2 separate regions of the Mus musculus genome follow, and region 2 is linked to region 1. Evidence: chromatin contacts called from public promoter capture Hi-C data. All regions are on one chromosome and are shown on one strand. Each heading gives the region's core, a stretch centred on a gene start, on an enhancer-like site or on the middle of the called end of the contact. The rest is flanking DNA. Distances are from core to core; before and after follow the strand shown.

Region 1 (7,525 bases), core at 3,121-5,620:
AGATAGTGGAGGATTACAATTTGCTTTGGAGACCACGGGTGTAGCTCAGAGGTAGTCAGCATGTCTTAGCATGCTTATGAGCCCTGGCTTCCATCCTTACCGAAGTGTCTTTTGGGGGGTCCAAAAAAATGCTCTAAAATTGACTGTTGGTAGTGGTTATACTATACTGTAAATATATTTTAAGAAGATCTAATTGTATATGTTAAATGGACATTTAAGTTGTGAATGGGCTGATGAGTTGTCTAGCAAAATAAAGTTGCTACATTAAAATATATTTTAAGATTTTAAAATGGATATTTATATATCTGTTTATTTAGTGTGTGTGTGTGTGTGTGTGTGTGTGTGTGTGTATCTCTACCACCATACACAGGTGGAAGTCAGAGAAAATTTTGAGAAAGTGTTTTCTTCTTCCTCCATATGTGTCCAGAAGACCAAACTCAGGTCATCAGGCTTGATAGCCAGTACCTTTCCTGGACGATCTGTAAAACTGACAGGATAGGATAACATATTAGTCCTATCTCTCAGGAAGTAGTTGTGAAGATTTTCAGTTCAAGGCTAGCCTGGACTACATAGACTCTGCTTCAAACCAAAACCAAAACCAATGCAGGAGACCAAGGATATGGCTCAGAGGTGAATTGCTTGCCAGCATGCAGAAAGACCTGGGTTTGGAGTCAGGCAGTAGTGGAGCAGACTCTGGGGGGAGGGGTGGAGACAGACAGGTCAGACAGATATGTGTGTGTGTGTGTTCAAGGCCACCCTGGTCTACAGAGTGAGTTCCAGGACAGCCAGGCTACACAGAGAAACTCTATCTTAGGGGGAGAAAGAAAACAACAACAACAACAACCCCCCCCCCCCGAAAAGCCTAGGTTTGATTTCCTAGAGCTATAAAAAAATAAAAAGGCTCTTTTTAAAATAAATGTTTCTCATGCATTTACGACTCTTGTAAACCCAAATTATTCTTAATTATTCCTTTGCAATTATATATATATATGTATGTATATATATACATACATATATATATATATATATATATTATACTTTGATCATGTTTCCCAGCTCCATCATCCTCTTATCCCCAGCCACCAAACCCTTTCTTCTTATCATCAAGTCTCTCTCCTACTTTCATGACTATCTTGGGGGTCCTATTTCATTTAACCGGGGTTGCTTGTGTGAGCGGGTGGGGACATAAGATCATTCTTAACCTCCATCTTGGGATATCCACAAAAACCCAAACCCAAACCAAACCACAACAAGCACTTACTCTAAGCCAGGGAGAACCATCCTCATTTGGCAGGAGAGCAGAGCAAGGCAGGATATAAGATCTATAGGGAGTATTGGAAGTATGCTAGGAGGGGTAAGAGGGAAGGAAAAGGTTGGAGAGCCCGTACTGGCCAGAGAGAAGAGGGCTAGACCTGATCCCCATCCTGGCAATATAAAAGCAAAGGGAAAAAAGTGAGGACGTAAAGATAAAGCAGAGCCTTCCAGAGGGACGCGAGAGGCACAGCCAGTGAGGAAGGGTGGATGGGAAAGGACACTCCAGGTAGGGGAGCAGATGGTGAGGTCTCAGAGGTGTGGCAGGTGGTAGCTTGTTAGAGATGTGCCAGCAGGGTGGGGAGGCTTAGGTGTCGGTTTTTCAGCGGGGTGATGTGATTGGATTCCTGCCAGACTGCTGGAGAGCCCCGGACACAGTCCGGGCTGGAGGACTTTGTTCCCAGTTGCTGAACTCTGGTAGGTGGTGAGTAATGATATGGGTTGACATCGTGAGATGCGGCAAGTGTTCCATGAAGTTCCCTGTTAGTGGCCAAACTGCCACGCACGGCTGGAGACTCAGCTGTCCTTTCAGAAGACATGATCTGTCTGTATACCCACTTTCTTCCTTTGCTTTCTTTTTTTTCACCCATCCTTCTGTTTGGTGGGGCTCGGGCTCTTCTTTACCCTTTCCCTGTTTCTTTTCTCTTGTCTCTTGGGTCTTCCTGCCAGGACCACAAGTTTTAGTAAGCTATGCTACGGTCCTGCAGTATTTCTCATCTTTTCTTTTGCTGAGACAGGATCTTGCTTTGTAGCTGAAGCTAGCCTTGTATTTGGAATCCTCCTGCCTCAACCTCTTTCCCTAATGCCGGAATTACAGGCTGTCCAGATCCTGCCAGGCTGATGTTTTTCAACCCCCTTAATGGTCTGGGCAGGTGCAGCTCCCTCAGACTGGGTAAGTAGGCAGGATGCCAGGTGTCTATTTTTCAGAGGAAGAAAGGAAAAAGAAGGGAATACATCAGGGGTTTCTCCTAGGCCCACAGGGAGAGGGGGGAGCTTTCTAAAGTGGTCCTCTGCCTGTGATTTGGGACCCTGAAAGGGGTTGAACCGGACCCTTTCTTTCACAGGGGGCACCTAAGACATCAAAAAATACAGATGTTTACATTACGATTCATAATACTACCACAATTATAGTTATGAAGTAGCAACAAAAAATAGTTTTATGGTTGGGAGTTTTGTCATAACATGAGGAACTGTATTAAGGGGATCACAGCATTAAGGCTGAGAGAACCACTGCTCTAAGGGATGGGTGTGTTGTTGTGGCAGTAATTCACAGCACCTTTATTGGAAGCTTTCTAGGTGAAAGGCCCTGAGGTGTAACTTTGTTCAAAGGGTATCTGGCAGAAAAGGAAGAAGAAGAAGAAGAAGAAAAAGAAGAAGAGGAGGAGGAGGAGGAGGAGGAGGAAGAGGGGAACTGAGAAGAAGAAGAAGAAGAAGAAGAAGAAGAAGAAGAAGAAGAAGAAGAAGAAGAAGAAAGAAGAGGAGGAAGAGGAAGAAGAGGAGGAGGAGGAGGAAGAGGAGAACTGAGAAGAAGAAGAAGAAGAAGAAGAAGAAGAAGAAGAAAAAGAAGAAGAAGAAGAAAGAAGAGGAGGAAGAGGAAGAAGAAGAAGAGGAGGAGGAGGAGGAGAACTGAGAAGAAGAAGAAGAAGAAGAAGAAGAAGAAAGAAGAGGAGGAAGAGGAAGAAGAAGAAGAGGAGGAGGAGGAGGAGAACTGAGAAGAAGAAGAAGAAGAAGAAGAAGAAGAAGAAGAAAGAAGAGGAGGAAGAGGAAGAAGAAGAGGAGGAGGAGGAGAACTGAGAAGAAGAAGAAGAAAGAAGAGGAAGAGGAAGAAGAAGAAGAGGAGGAGGAGGAGAACGAAGAAGAAGAAGAAGAAGAAGAAGAAGAAGAAGAAGAAGAAGAAAAAGAAGAAGAAGAAGAAACAAAAAACTCCAGTAGATCCTAGGTAGGGCACTTGCACAGATAAAAGAAAAGGCTGGGCATGGTGGGGCACACCTTTAATCCCAGCACTTGGGAGGCAGAGGCAGTCGGATCTCTGAGTTCGAGGTCAGCCTGGTCTACAGAGTGAGTTCCAGGACAACCAAGGCTACACAGAGAAACCCTGTCTCGAAATAAATAAATAAATAAATAAATAAATAAATAAATAGAAATAAAAAGAAAGAAAGAAAAAAAAAAGAAAAGGCTAACAGGCCTTCTTAATTTATGAGTCACTGATTTTCAAGGAGTGCTTCAACATTTATTGAGCACCTCTAAGACAGGCCAAGTACCTAGTACCAAGTACCTAGGCACAAAGAGATAGTTCCTACTGTCATATGGCCACCCCTCTGTAGTGAGAGTCACTGTTAAATGGATGCAGCTGACCAGTGCTCAATTTGCTCACCTAAGACGCGCTTGAAAGCAATTCAAGGAGGCTCAGAAGCAGAGCAAAAAGCTAGGGGCCAAGCCTGCAGCTCTAGGTTCCCCAGGCCTCGCTGGAATGTCAGTTTCCTCCATTTAAGATCTGCCAGGTGTTTTTGAGTGCGCAGAAATAGCACTCAGGGACACCCATTAAAAAGATTCCTGAAGCCCACCCCAGCGTTATAGAATCAGAATGGCCTGATCTACATTTCCACCCCCACCTAACCCCCTCGGGACACTTTTGAGATAGTTAAGTTACACACCCTAACCTAGAGTACAGCTTAATAGGGAGATAATAACCTGCTTTGAAGATAGGTCAGGCAAGCGATTCAAGACCTAAATGGGCGACGTGTGTAGAAGAGGCTCTTAAACAACAGTATACTTCCTTGCAAATGACAGTAATTAAAACATCCAAATAATAACCAAACAATAACAGTAAAAGAACCGGAGGGCCCTCTAGGAAGGTGGCTTAACTAGAGTATTACAGCCAGAGCAGTTCGAGTGACTGTCTCTTTAAGGTTCCCTCCCCCCGCCGCCAGGGGCGTGTCAGACAAGGTCAGAGGCGCGTGCGCGTGACTCCTCGGGGCGGTCGCAGCGGCGCGACGCCTGCGCTTGTTGCGTGCGTGCCTGACCCCGCCCAGGCCTCGTCCCTGCCCTGCCCCCTCTGCGGGGCCTCCCCCGCCCGCGTCGTACAGCTGGGCCAGTGACGCTGGCGCAGCCGTCGCCACCGCCGCCGCGTTCCATCCTCAGGAGCCGGCCACCGCTCGCGTCCTCGTCCTCGTCCTCCTCCTTCGTCAGCGCCCGGCCGCGTGAGCCAGACCAGGGCACGCGAGGCGTCGCGGGGGACCCGACAGGGAGTGCAGGCAGGCGGGCGCGCTCAGCGGCGGAGCGGGTTCGGCGACGCGGGAGCTGCTAGCGCCCCCTTTCCCGGAGGTCTCGGCGCCGCTCCCGGGTGAGTTGTCACCGCCGCCCGGGCTGGAGGGGCCGGCTTTGTGTCAGCGGCGCGCGGGGCCGGTTGTCAGGGCACTGGCGGGCAAGCACTTCCTCAGGGACGCGGGCCTTCTGCGCGGCCGCCTGCTACCGCGCCGGCCGGTGTCAGCACTGCGAGCCGCGCGGGAGTAGCCGGGTCGGGCCGCTCCGAGGGCGGCGGCGTGGTTGTGCCGGTGCCCGAGAGCGGAGAGCAGATCGGGCTCGGTGGAGCGCGCTGCAAGGCGGAGGCCCTCCAGTCCAGCGAAGCCGCGGTTCCGCACGGCGGGACCGGCTTGGCCGAGGTGGGTTTCCTGAGGAAACCTTGCAGCCGCTCGCCTGTGCGCGGGAGCGTTCTGGAGCCCCAGCGCCTGGTCGCCTCTTCAGTCGCAAAAACTTTTCTTATTATGTGGGCTGAAACTTGCCGAACCCATTTCCTGTTTTGTTTCGGTTTTACTGTAACTACATATAGACTTTCTTACTTGTGAGACTGATGGTCCCTCCCGGGACAGCCACCATGGTGGAAAAACTTACCTGTAACGGAATTGGGAGGGCAGCAAGGCCGGGGATCCCAAAGAGGCATTAAGTTCATTGGGAACTTTACATTAGTTCAGCAGAGGCCCAATGTTGTTGCCACACACTTCTTTGGTGACAAGGTAGTGTGCTGCCCTTTGTTGCTCTTGTTGGTTGGGGTTCGAAGAGAGGTGCGGGGACATTATCCTTTTCAGTTAAGCCATGGGTATTTAGTCCTTTCTAGATCTGCAAGATCCGCAGTGACTTTCCACTTTTCACTGGTCAATCGGTTTTTGGTGTTAGAATCCCTTTGGTTAATAATAATAATAATAAAATCACACATACACACACACACACACACACACACACACACACACACACACTTTTGTGCTCTGGGAATTCTACACCCAGGCTGTCACCATCTAGTGGAGACTAGTAGAGACATGCCCTTGGCTTTGACTTCTTAGTTTTCTGAGCTTTGCATTTTTCATTAGATGCACATTCAAGTAGAAATGAGAACTGTCTTGAGTTGGGGGTGGGAGTGGATTCCTGTATTTCAATAAAGGAATCACTTCATAAGGTGGTGATACTGTGGAAAACTTGTTGAGGGTTTATTGTGTCCCAAGCTAAATTCATTTAGCGTGTGTGAGTTTGAGTGTGTGAACTTGTGCTGGTGTGGAGGTCAAAGAACAAACTGCAGGAGCCAGTTTTCTACCTCCCAGCAATTGAACTCTGGTGATCACGTCTGGTGCTTCTCCACTCTGAGCTATCACACTGGCCCAAGTTTCACTTTTGATCTCATGTAATAATATTTGAGGTAGGGCCGATATTATCCTTATTTTTTCAGTTGAGATGAAAGTTACACATGTTAAATAATGTAAGCCACAAATGTAAGTTCTGGAGTGTCTAGATTCTTCTCAAAACACCACTGTTTGAGGCTCTTTCTCTGATGATAAGCATCCCTAACTTGCTCCTGGAAGCCCAGTAATGGTAGGTTGCACAATACTAGTTCACTTTTTTTTTTAAATTTCATATCATACACAGCATATGCCAGTCGTTACCTGGTTTTATAGATACTGGGATGATTAAAACTGAAACCAGACAGATTTTCATGGTGCTCAACTTTTAATTTAGTTTATTTTGATTTATGGTGTTAGTTTTCATTACTGTTTGCTGCTTTTTGTTTGTTTTTTGTTTTTTCGAAACAGGGTTTCTCTGTATAGCCCTGGCTGTCCTGGAACTCACTTTGTAGACCAGGCTGGCCTCAAACTCAGAAATCCGCCTACCTCTGCCTCCCGAGTGCTGAGATTAAAGGTGTGAGCCACCATGCCTGGCTCACTGTTTGCTGCTTAAGGAACTTTGTACCCATTAAGTTTAAAAGGAAGAACAGTTATCAGTTCGAGACTGACCCTGTAGATGGGATTCCTGTCTACAGAGGGACTCTGGATATTGTAGTAGGAATGAGAGAGGAAAAAAATCCTCACCTTCTGCTATAGAAAAGGCTCAGGGTATGCAGTCCTGAGAGCAAGCCCACCAGGTGTCAGTTTGACTTGTTGAGTCCAGCTTCTCCAGAGCCAGCATTCAAGCTCACTGAAAAGAGAAAGCCAGGTAAAAAGGTCCTGCAGCCTGGTAGGTGGCAAGACCTCAGCACTCTGTGGTTTCCTGCCCGGTCTCCATGGTGTGGCGATTGAACTGGAGCACTTATGTAATGATGCATCTTCTGACAGGGGATTTCCTCCTCTACTGTGTCTGGGGCCTCGGTTCCTGCTTCACTGCTTCCTACACACACACACACACACACACACACACACACACACACACACACGAGAACACGTGCCCTCCAAAGGTACTAATTCACTTGGCTTCTAAAAGTAAGACTTTTTACAAGTTTATTATTACTAGTAAGCATTATTTTACACACATTATGTTTGTCCATTTCTCACATTAAAACTTGCTTTTGGTTGTGCATGTCTGTAATCAGTATTGGGGAGACCTGAGGTAGGGTCATGACTTCCAGCCAGCCTGGGTACACATACAGTGAAACCCTGTGCCAAAATCAGATGACAAAAAAACCAAAAACAAAGAAACCAAAAAACCCCCAACAACCAAAAGACACCCTTGACCACCAAAACATCCTTTACTCTCATATTTCTCCTGTGCTTTTTTTCTGTATTTTTAGCTCTCTTGACACCTGCTCACTACTGGTATCCTCTGTAGGCTTAGAGAAACAATAAAGTATCTTAAAATTTCAGTTAGGGAGCTGTGGAGATGGCTTAGTGATTGAGTGCTTGCTGTTCAATGTCCAAATTCCGAGGACTGGAATTTGTTTTTTAGCACCCAGCCA
Region 2 (7,525 bases), core at 1,316-3,815, 1.1 Mb after region 1:
ACACAGGGTGTGACCTGGGCAAACCATTTAACCTCTCTGTGCCCCTGTGGACAGCACAGGAAGCATGTGGGAGCACCTGCAAACATTTTGAAAGCTGCGAGATGAAAAGCCTGTAAGATCTGCCCCTTCCTCCAGGGACTGAGTCAGTCATCTGGGAAGGTCAGTCTTTTCTAGGCCTTCTTTCAACTGCCAGTTAATCTGCATTCTTCTAAAAAGCTTCTACCAGTTCAGGGTGAAAGAGGCAGTTTCTATCTGCCCTCTTTTAACTTTCTGGCCCTGCTGTCCGGCTGCCCCTTTTCACGTAGAGACTATTGCTGTATAGCTCCCTTCTTTAGGTTCTGGGATTAAGCCCAGGAATGTTGGAAGGGAATTAGGGTTTTACATTAACACCCAGGGGCCTCAACATACTGTATCCACACAGTGTGAGAATTTGTCCCAGTTCTAGGCAGTAAGCTACTTTCCCTGTTAAAGTAGCCATCAAATCTGGCCTTGTTCTCTTGGGTCACCAGAATTTGCCCAGCACCTAAACTTAAGGCCATGAATTTAGACCTGGAAAACCTTAGCAGCAAGGTTGGGGCCTTGCAATAAGCAACATATTTTTCTCATTCTTGCCATAACATTTCCTTGAGCTTCCAGGCTGCCTTGCAGCTGTGTCGGCTCCTCACATGTTGGAGATCCCTGCTGCCGGCTGCCTTCCTGGCTTGCTGCGGGTTTGGTTCTATATCCACTACGTACTCTTTTCTGGTCCAGCTGGGTCTGCCTCCCACCCCACGGATGAGTCCAGTGCTAGACCCCATTTCTCCCAGTCGGCCTCGCTGTGACAGTCCATCCTTTCATATTAAACCACAGTGGATATTTGTTGGCATGGAAACTAATGTGCTATTGGAATTTTATCCTGGTTTACATCTTCCTTTGTTTTGGAAAGCTTGGGATCGCTTCCAGTTTCTCAAGAGAGCTTTCCTGTCTCCTTCAGGAGACACAAAAGAAAACTCAACCATCTTGTGCCTGTGAATCAAGCCATTAGGTCACTATTTTAATTATAATATTGTATTACTTAATCTTGATTTTGTTTTTAGTCATACATTTAAAATATATGTTGATGTGAATTTATTTACACCCTTTAAAGTGCTTTGAACTTAGATCACTTTGTGATTATACAACGGAAAGTGGTGTTCTTCCTACCTGAAAGGTTCTTACAATCTCTGGAAGGCTTCTTAAAACTTTTTGGTTTTTCCCTAGTCTCTCACCCAGTTTCCCTAGAGAGATAATGTGAGAATTTCCTTTTCTAAGTCATTCTGAGGTGATGCCCCCATCACCTTTGAGAACAGCTGACTATATCCTTAAGCCTGAAGGTCCTGCCTGAGTTCTAACTCCTACCTGAGTGGATATGAAAGGCTCAGTCCATGCTGCTAGGATGAACGCTGACTTCTGAGCACTCCACAGCTTATTACTTATGAGAACCTGGGCAATCACTCTGAGTGGCAGAGCCCTCACTGGTAAAAATAAGGATAGCCCTGGCTGTGTTAAAGGAGCGTTGTGAAGGTTAAGTGGAGCAGGTGTGAGCATAACCAGCTATACAGTGGCATGATACCCAGAGGCACTGCGATGGGTTTTAACCACTTCTTAAAATGTCACCAACTGCTCTGTCTCACTTGCTTTCCTCATTAATTATAGCAACTTTAATCTGGGAAAACAGAGTACGTTTATTGCTACAATAAACTCAACCTTCAAACCCTTAAAAAAAAAAAGCCATCCAGTGAGATCAGACATACTTCAGAAACATTAGACTGGGCCAAGAATGATTCCCAGTTTTCACAGCTATAAAAAGAGAAGTACAAGACCCCATTCAAAGTTTGGGTGGAGTCAGGAATCTTTCAACTCTGCTGAGATTGGCCCATTGATAAAAATGGTTACTAGTTGCACCACATGAAAAAGAAAAGTTGTGGTGCAAGCATAACTTGGTCATGTCATACTTTTGTATCTCTTGCAGCTTGTATTAATTTACACCTATTTGGAAGCAGTAAAGCTTCTAGTTCTTGACGTCGTCGCCCTTTTTCTCACTCAAGCTGCTTCGGGTCCAAAAAAGGGTAACACAGTTCTTTTCAACTCTGCTTTAATTCTTCCAGTCCTGCAGTGTCAAACTCAGACAGTTTACCCCCAAATGTTTTTTACTTGTTTTGTCTTGGGCAATTGCCACAAACGGCAGCCCCTGCAAGGTCTACGAATTCTGGAAGTCTGGAAGTCCGCTCGACTTTAAAGAGCTTGCAGTGGTCGGTCATGCCCGGTGCAGTGCCATCCGGGTTGCAAACTCGGACCCGACCGGATCCCACCCCACCCCACCCCACCCGACCCCACCCCACCCCACCCGACCCCACCCCCATCCCCACCCCGGCCAGATGCTGCTTCTGCAGGCTTCTCCCAACAGGAGGCGCCCGTGCGACCCAGGCGCTGCGCGTACCCGTGGGGACCGCTCCGCGGGTGGAGGGAGCAGGAGGAGGAGCCGGAGGGGGCGCGGCTTCCTCCGCGTCCTGCCGGGCGCCCGCTCGCCTGCTCCGCCGGGCCGAGGCTGGCGGCCGGCGGGGGTCGCGGCGGCGGAGGCGGCGGCGGCGGCGGCAGCGCTGGCGGACTGGGCTCGGGCTCGGAGCTCGAAGACAAGATGGCGGCGGCGCTCAGGAGCCCGGCCTCCTCCTCCTCCTCGCCGCTCTCCGCCCTGCCGCTCGCCGCCTCCTCCTCCGCCGTCTCCTCCTCCTCCTCCTCGTGCAGCAGCACCAGCGAGCGCCGCGGCGCCGGGCCGCTCTCCCGGAGCTCGGGAGGGGGCTAGACCGGTCCGCGGGCGCGCAGGCGACGAGGCCGAAGCTGGGGCCGGGGCGGGGACGGCGGCGGCGGCGGCGGCGACGCCGGGTGGGGATGGGGTCGCAGACGCTGCAGATCCTCCGGCAGGGGGTGTGGGCCGCGCTCAGCGGCGGCTGGTACTACGACCCGCACCAGGCCACCTTCGTGAACGCGCTCCACCTCTACCTGTGGCTCTTTCTGCTCGGCCTGCCCTTCACGCTTTACATGGTGAGTGGGGGCGGGGACGGGGACCCGCAGCGGACGCTCGGCTGTGATCCTCGGGGGCCCGGGGGTCGCGCCCCTGTCCTCCCCGCGTCCCGCGGTCCCGGCGGCGGGCGGACGCTCCCCTCCCCCGCTGGCTCCGCTCCGGGCCCCGGGTTTCCCGTGTTTTCAGCACCTCCCTTCCCGCCGGTCCCCGGCCGGGTCCCGCTTTCCTAGCGCCTCTCGTGCGGGTCTGCGTAACTGGCGCCCCGAGGCCTTCCATCGGGGGTCCCCGGTCGTTCCCCGGGCCTCGGACTATCTACCTCCCGCTCCCCGGGGGCATCCCCGCCCGCACCTCGGCCCCCGGCTGTGTGCGGAGCCCGGGGGAGGCCGTGCGCGCTCCGGCAGAAACGGAGTCGCAGGGTGTCCCGGCTCGTACTCGCTTCCCGTGCTGGGGGAAACCCCCAGCGGGCTCGCGCCTCCGCAAACCGCTGATCGGTTGAGTGCGGGTTCCATTCGGTTCAGCCCCGCGGCGAGGGACCGCGGTGTTGTCAGGCTAGCGCTGCCGGCAGGGAGCGGGGAGATACGAGAGCCTGGCTGGCGTTTGTTTGCGTTGGTTCAAGGCCTTTGACTGGCTGGGAAAAGGAGAGTGCCGCCGCCTGTTGCTTGGTGCTCTCGGTCCAGTTTCTCTGAAGTGTTTTTGGTGTTCCCAGACGGTTTCCTTCTATAGCCAAGGCTGGCCTGAGAGTCACTGTGCAGTCCAGGCCTCAGGAGTGTTTTTAGAGGATGTTTTCCTGAAAGATGTTTGCACATTTCTTAAAAATAAAAAATAAAATAAAAGCACAATTTTAGGTGGCACATTTGAGAAAACAAAGCTTTCAAATTTTAAAGTGATTGGAAGGAAGGATATTAACTTTTATTTTCAGGGAATTTCTGCTAACTTCATGGTTCTTCAGAGGGCTAGAACAAAGGTGCTGGGTTACTAAGTCCCCGAATGGAGAGTATGAGAAGTACCGCGAGTTAGGGCAGCCTATTTGCCTCTTTTCTCAGTATCACTAAGGCAGGAACATGCCTTGGGGGATGGCGAGTGTGTGTGTGTGTGTGTGTGTGTGTGTGCTCGCGCTAAATGTCACATTGTCAAGCAGATTCTGATTTCTAATAGGAATGTGTTCGAAGGGACTTACCCCAGCTTAAAGGAGCTGTTTATTACAGGACTTGGTCTTGTCAGATTCTGAAAATTTATCATTAAATGTTATAATTTCTGTTCATTGTGGCCGATCGGGTTCACTCTGCATCAGCATCCCTTCCAGGAGTGCGATGTCCTTAATGAGCAGCTCTGTGGCTGTGGTGGTGAGGCGGCCCTTCAAGCTCACTCGCTTTCAGAGCTGCCCTCCCGGGTGTCCAGACAGGTTGTACATTAAAGGCAAAATGATCGTTGGGAGGTCAGGATTTGTTGCTGTGCTGTGTAAGGTTTGGGTCTAAGCCTCTTTGTGGAATTAACACCACTGAGGACTTCAGAGGAAGCGGAAAGCCATATATTGAATTACCCGGGAGTTTATTCAGTTAAGCTCGATTCTCAGGTATTTGAGTGTCCGCTGTGCACTAGGTACTTTGCCAGGTTCTGGGAAAATAAAAGTGCTTCACTTCAACGAATGGCAGCTCCACTCTTCCTGAAGCTTTAAAAGCTCTCATAGGCTTCTCTTTCTCCTCACTCCCAGTCCACGCACAAAGCTAGTGAGTTCTGTCTTTAAAATCTGACAGGAGTCCATCATCCCCCAGTCAGGCCTGGTTCAAGCAGCTCTGCCCTGCTGGGTACTTGTCTGGGGTGGGGGTGCGGGCTGGCAGGGGGTGTGTGATGGCATTTGTATCAAGGCTTGCTGTTTCTGCTCTTGCTTCCCTACACACAGATCAGGATTCTTTGAGGTCCTGTGACCCTTGTGCGTAGACCAGCTTCCCCTCTGCCCTTGCTCTGCCCCTTTCTATACTCAGTTCGACTGCTTGCAGTCTACCCAGCAGCTGACATGTCGTCACTGTGCCCTGGGCTGGGTGTGCTTGCCCTTCCTACTCTGTCAGGGGCCTCTCCCTTCCAGATGATTGTGTGGCCTGCCTTTGGTTAGGTTATTTCGGGTTTCTGGCGTGTGAGACTTTCCCTGATAAGTAACATAGCAGCCTCTGACCTCTTCTGCCCGCTTTCTGAACAGCGGTTTCTGCTGGCTGAGGCACACACTCACTTGCTGGTTCTGTCACCCTGTTGCACCGAGGAAAGCTAATAATAGACTTGAAGCTCTGACCAGGCAGGGGTTTCTCTCTGTTCATTGCTGTACTCTTAAGGATGTAGAGCAGTGCCAGACTGACACACAGTAATGAGACGTTAGACATATGACTGGCAATGGATCCGATTCACTTTTTTCTGTCAGGGAACTTAGGAGTCTAGGCTGGGATAAGCAGCAGCAAGCTTAGAACTGTAGGGACGATGAATGATCAGAGGTCGTGGTCTGGAACTTAGCACAGAGGAGTGTAGCAGTTTAGGAAACAAGCTAGTGCTATAGTAGTGAGGTCAATAGTGTGACATATATATCCAGATCAAAGCAGAAGCTCACCTTCTGTATTAAAATCTCACCCATGGTTAGTATTCATGTGTTCTTCCAATAGTAGCTGCAGGTGACGGTGACTTTACTGAGTTTGTGTATAGGTTCTTAGCCCAGCTAAGTGTCCCCGTTGTGACTTGTTTTATTACCTTAGGCAGATACATGAACTGGGTTTTATATATGACTTTTTGAAGCCAAAATCACCATTCAGGATCCCCTTAGGCATGGATATACTCACACACACTCCCACTCCCACACACACACACACTCTCTGTCTCCCAGCTTTTATAGGTCATTCAGAGGGGTAAGATATAGATTCTGCTATTATTGTTCTAGATAGGGAAAACCAAGAAGAAAAGCTTCCCTCTTCACTGATTATCTTGTTTTCCTTGTTAACTCCATTTATATCATTCTAATTGTTAATGTACATGACTTAGCATGGGTGAGAACTTTGGGATAGGGTAGCTTTTTCTTTTCTGGTTTTTTGGATGAAAAGTTCACTGGTGTGCCTATTACCTTGATTTTTGAATATTGGCTTTGCTGTTGATTTGCAAGATCACCTTCCTGAACCTTGGTTTGCTCATGTATAACGTATTTCATGAGTATTTTGCAAGGAAATAATTATAAAATAGGCTATTCACTTTCAGAGTAGCCTTCAGTGAATGGCGTTCCAAAGACTGTCTAATTAGAATTTTTCTCTACAATGCTGCATGCCTAGAAGAGATTAGACAGTGCTGAATTTATTGAAGGCAACCATTATTCTAACACATTGCTTCATATACAGTCTTTGTCTATGAAGAGTTACATGTCTAGATGATGAAATTCATTAAAATGTATTTACATTAAGATAGACTGAGTGCAAACTGTTTATTTAGCACACATGAGACTCTGGTTGCAAATCTGGGCACCTGTCTTTCTCCAGTTTGTTTAAGTAAGAGGTTCTCAGACCCTACTGGACATTAAACATTACTTGACAGTGTTAAAAATGTGTCCATGTACAAACTTGTTCAGGTTCAGAACATCTGGAGTGCGGTTCACTCATTTGTATACTGCATGCTAGGTGAGTTCAGAGAACTAGATCAGTGTACCCATAATTCCTAGCCTAGTCTTCTAAACTGGTACTCACTTGTCTTCATGACTCTCTCGAGACGTCCCAGAGAAATCATGTCTAAAACCGTTCTGAAGGGCCTTAGAGGTGGCTCAGTGGTTAAGAGCACTGGTGGTTCTTCCAGAGTGCCAGAGTTCAGTTTCCAGCACCTATGTGGCAGTTCACAACCATCTGTAACTCCAGTTCTAGGGCATCTGATGCCCCTTTCTGGGCATCTAAGGGGACAAGCCACACAAGTGATGTACAGAAAAACACTCAGGCGATACACCCATACACATAAAATTAAAAAAAAAATTTTTTTTTGATTTTTAAATGGATGCTCCCATTCCAAAACAGACAGACAGATGAGCAGATGGAAGAGGAGAGGAGGAGGAGGAGAAGCCTTTCCTCGTTGCTGTGTACTGGTTATGGTGTAACGGACATTGCATTGGTGCCCTGCTTTTGCTGTAGACACACACACACACACACACACACACACACACACATATGCACGCACACCCTTAACCATGCCTACTGTCAAGAGTAGCTCAGCTCTTCCTTTTACTTCCTGCCAAAGACTGTTTTGTCTGCACTGTTAAGTTAGCCATGTTACCAGTCGTTAGCATCTATTCTTACCTCTTTATGGCTCTTAGCATACACGGATTTAAATCAGGTGGTGCCGTCTACTTTTTTTGTGTATTGGTTTAAATTTTTTCCATACAATACAATATCCTCCAACTCCTCCCAGATCCTTCTCCGTTTTCCTATCCACCCAAGTAAATGTTCGTTCTGTCTCAAAATCAGCTCCCCACCCCAC

The links. Promoter capture Hi-C pulls out the DNA fragments that hold promoters and counts their contacts.
Region 2: a promoter capture Hi-C map of neutrophils shows a contact between it and region 1, with 4 times the contacts expected there. The contact joins the promoter of Pcnx here to the promoter of Susd6 in region 1. A contact is called at or near these places in 5 of 39 promoter capture datasets (embryonic stem cells, hippocampal neurons, liver and 2 more) and 1 of 484 Hi-C or Micro-C datasets (embryonic stem cells).

Annotation. Positions count from the first base shown.
Region 1 is chr12:80,786,162-80,793,686 of GRCm38.p6, forward strand. Susd6 (sushi domain containing 6) reads left to right here and starts at 4,371. Exons shown (of 6, transcript NM_178682.4): 1 at 4,371-4,654.
Region 2 is chr12:81,857,465-81,864,989 of GRCm38.p6, forward strand. Pcnx (pecanex homolog) reads left to right here and starts at 2,566. Exons shown (of 36, transcript NM_018814.3): 1 at 2,566-3,060. The coding sequence starts at 2,908.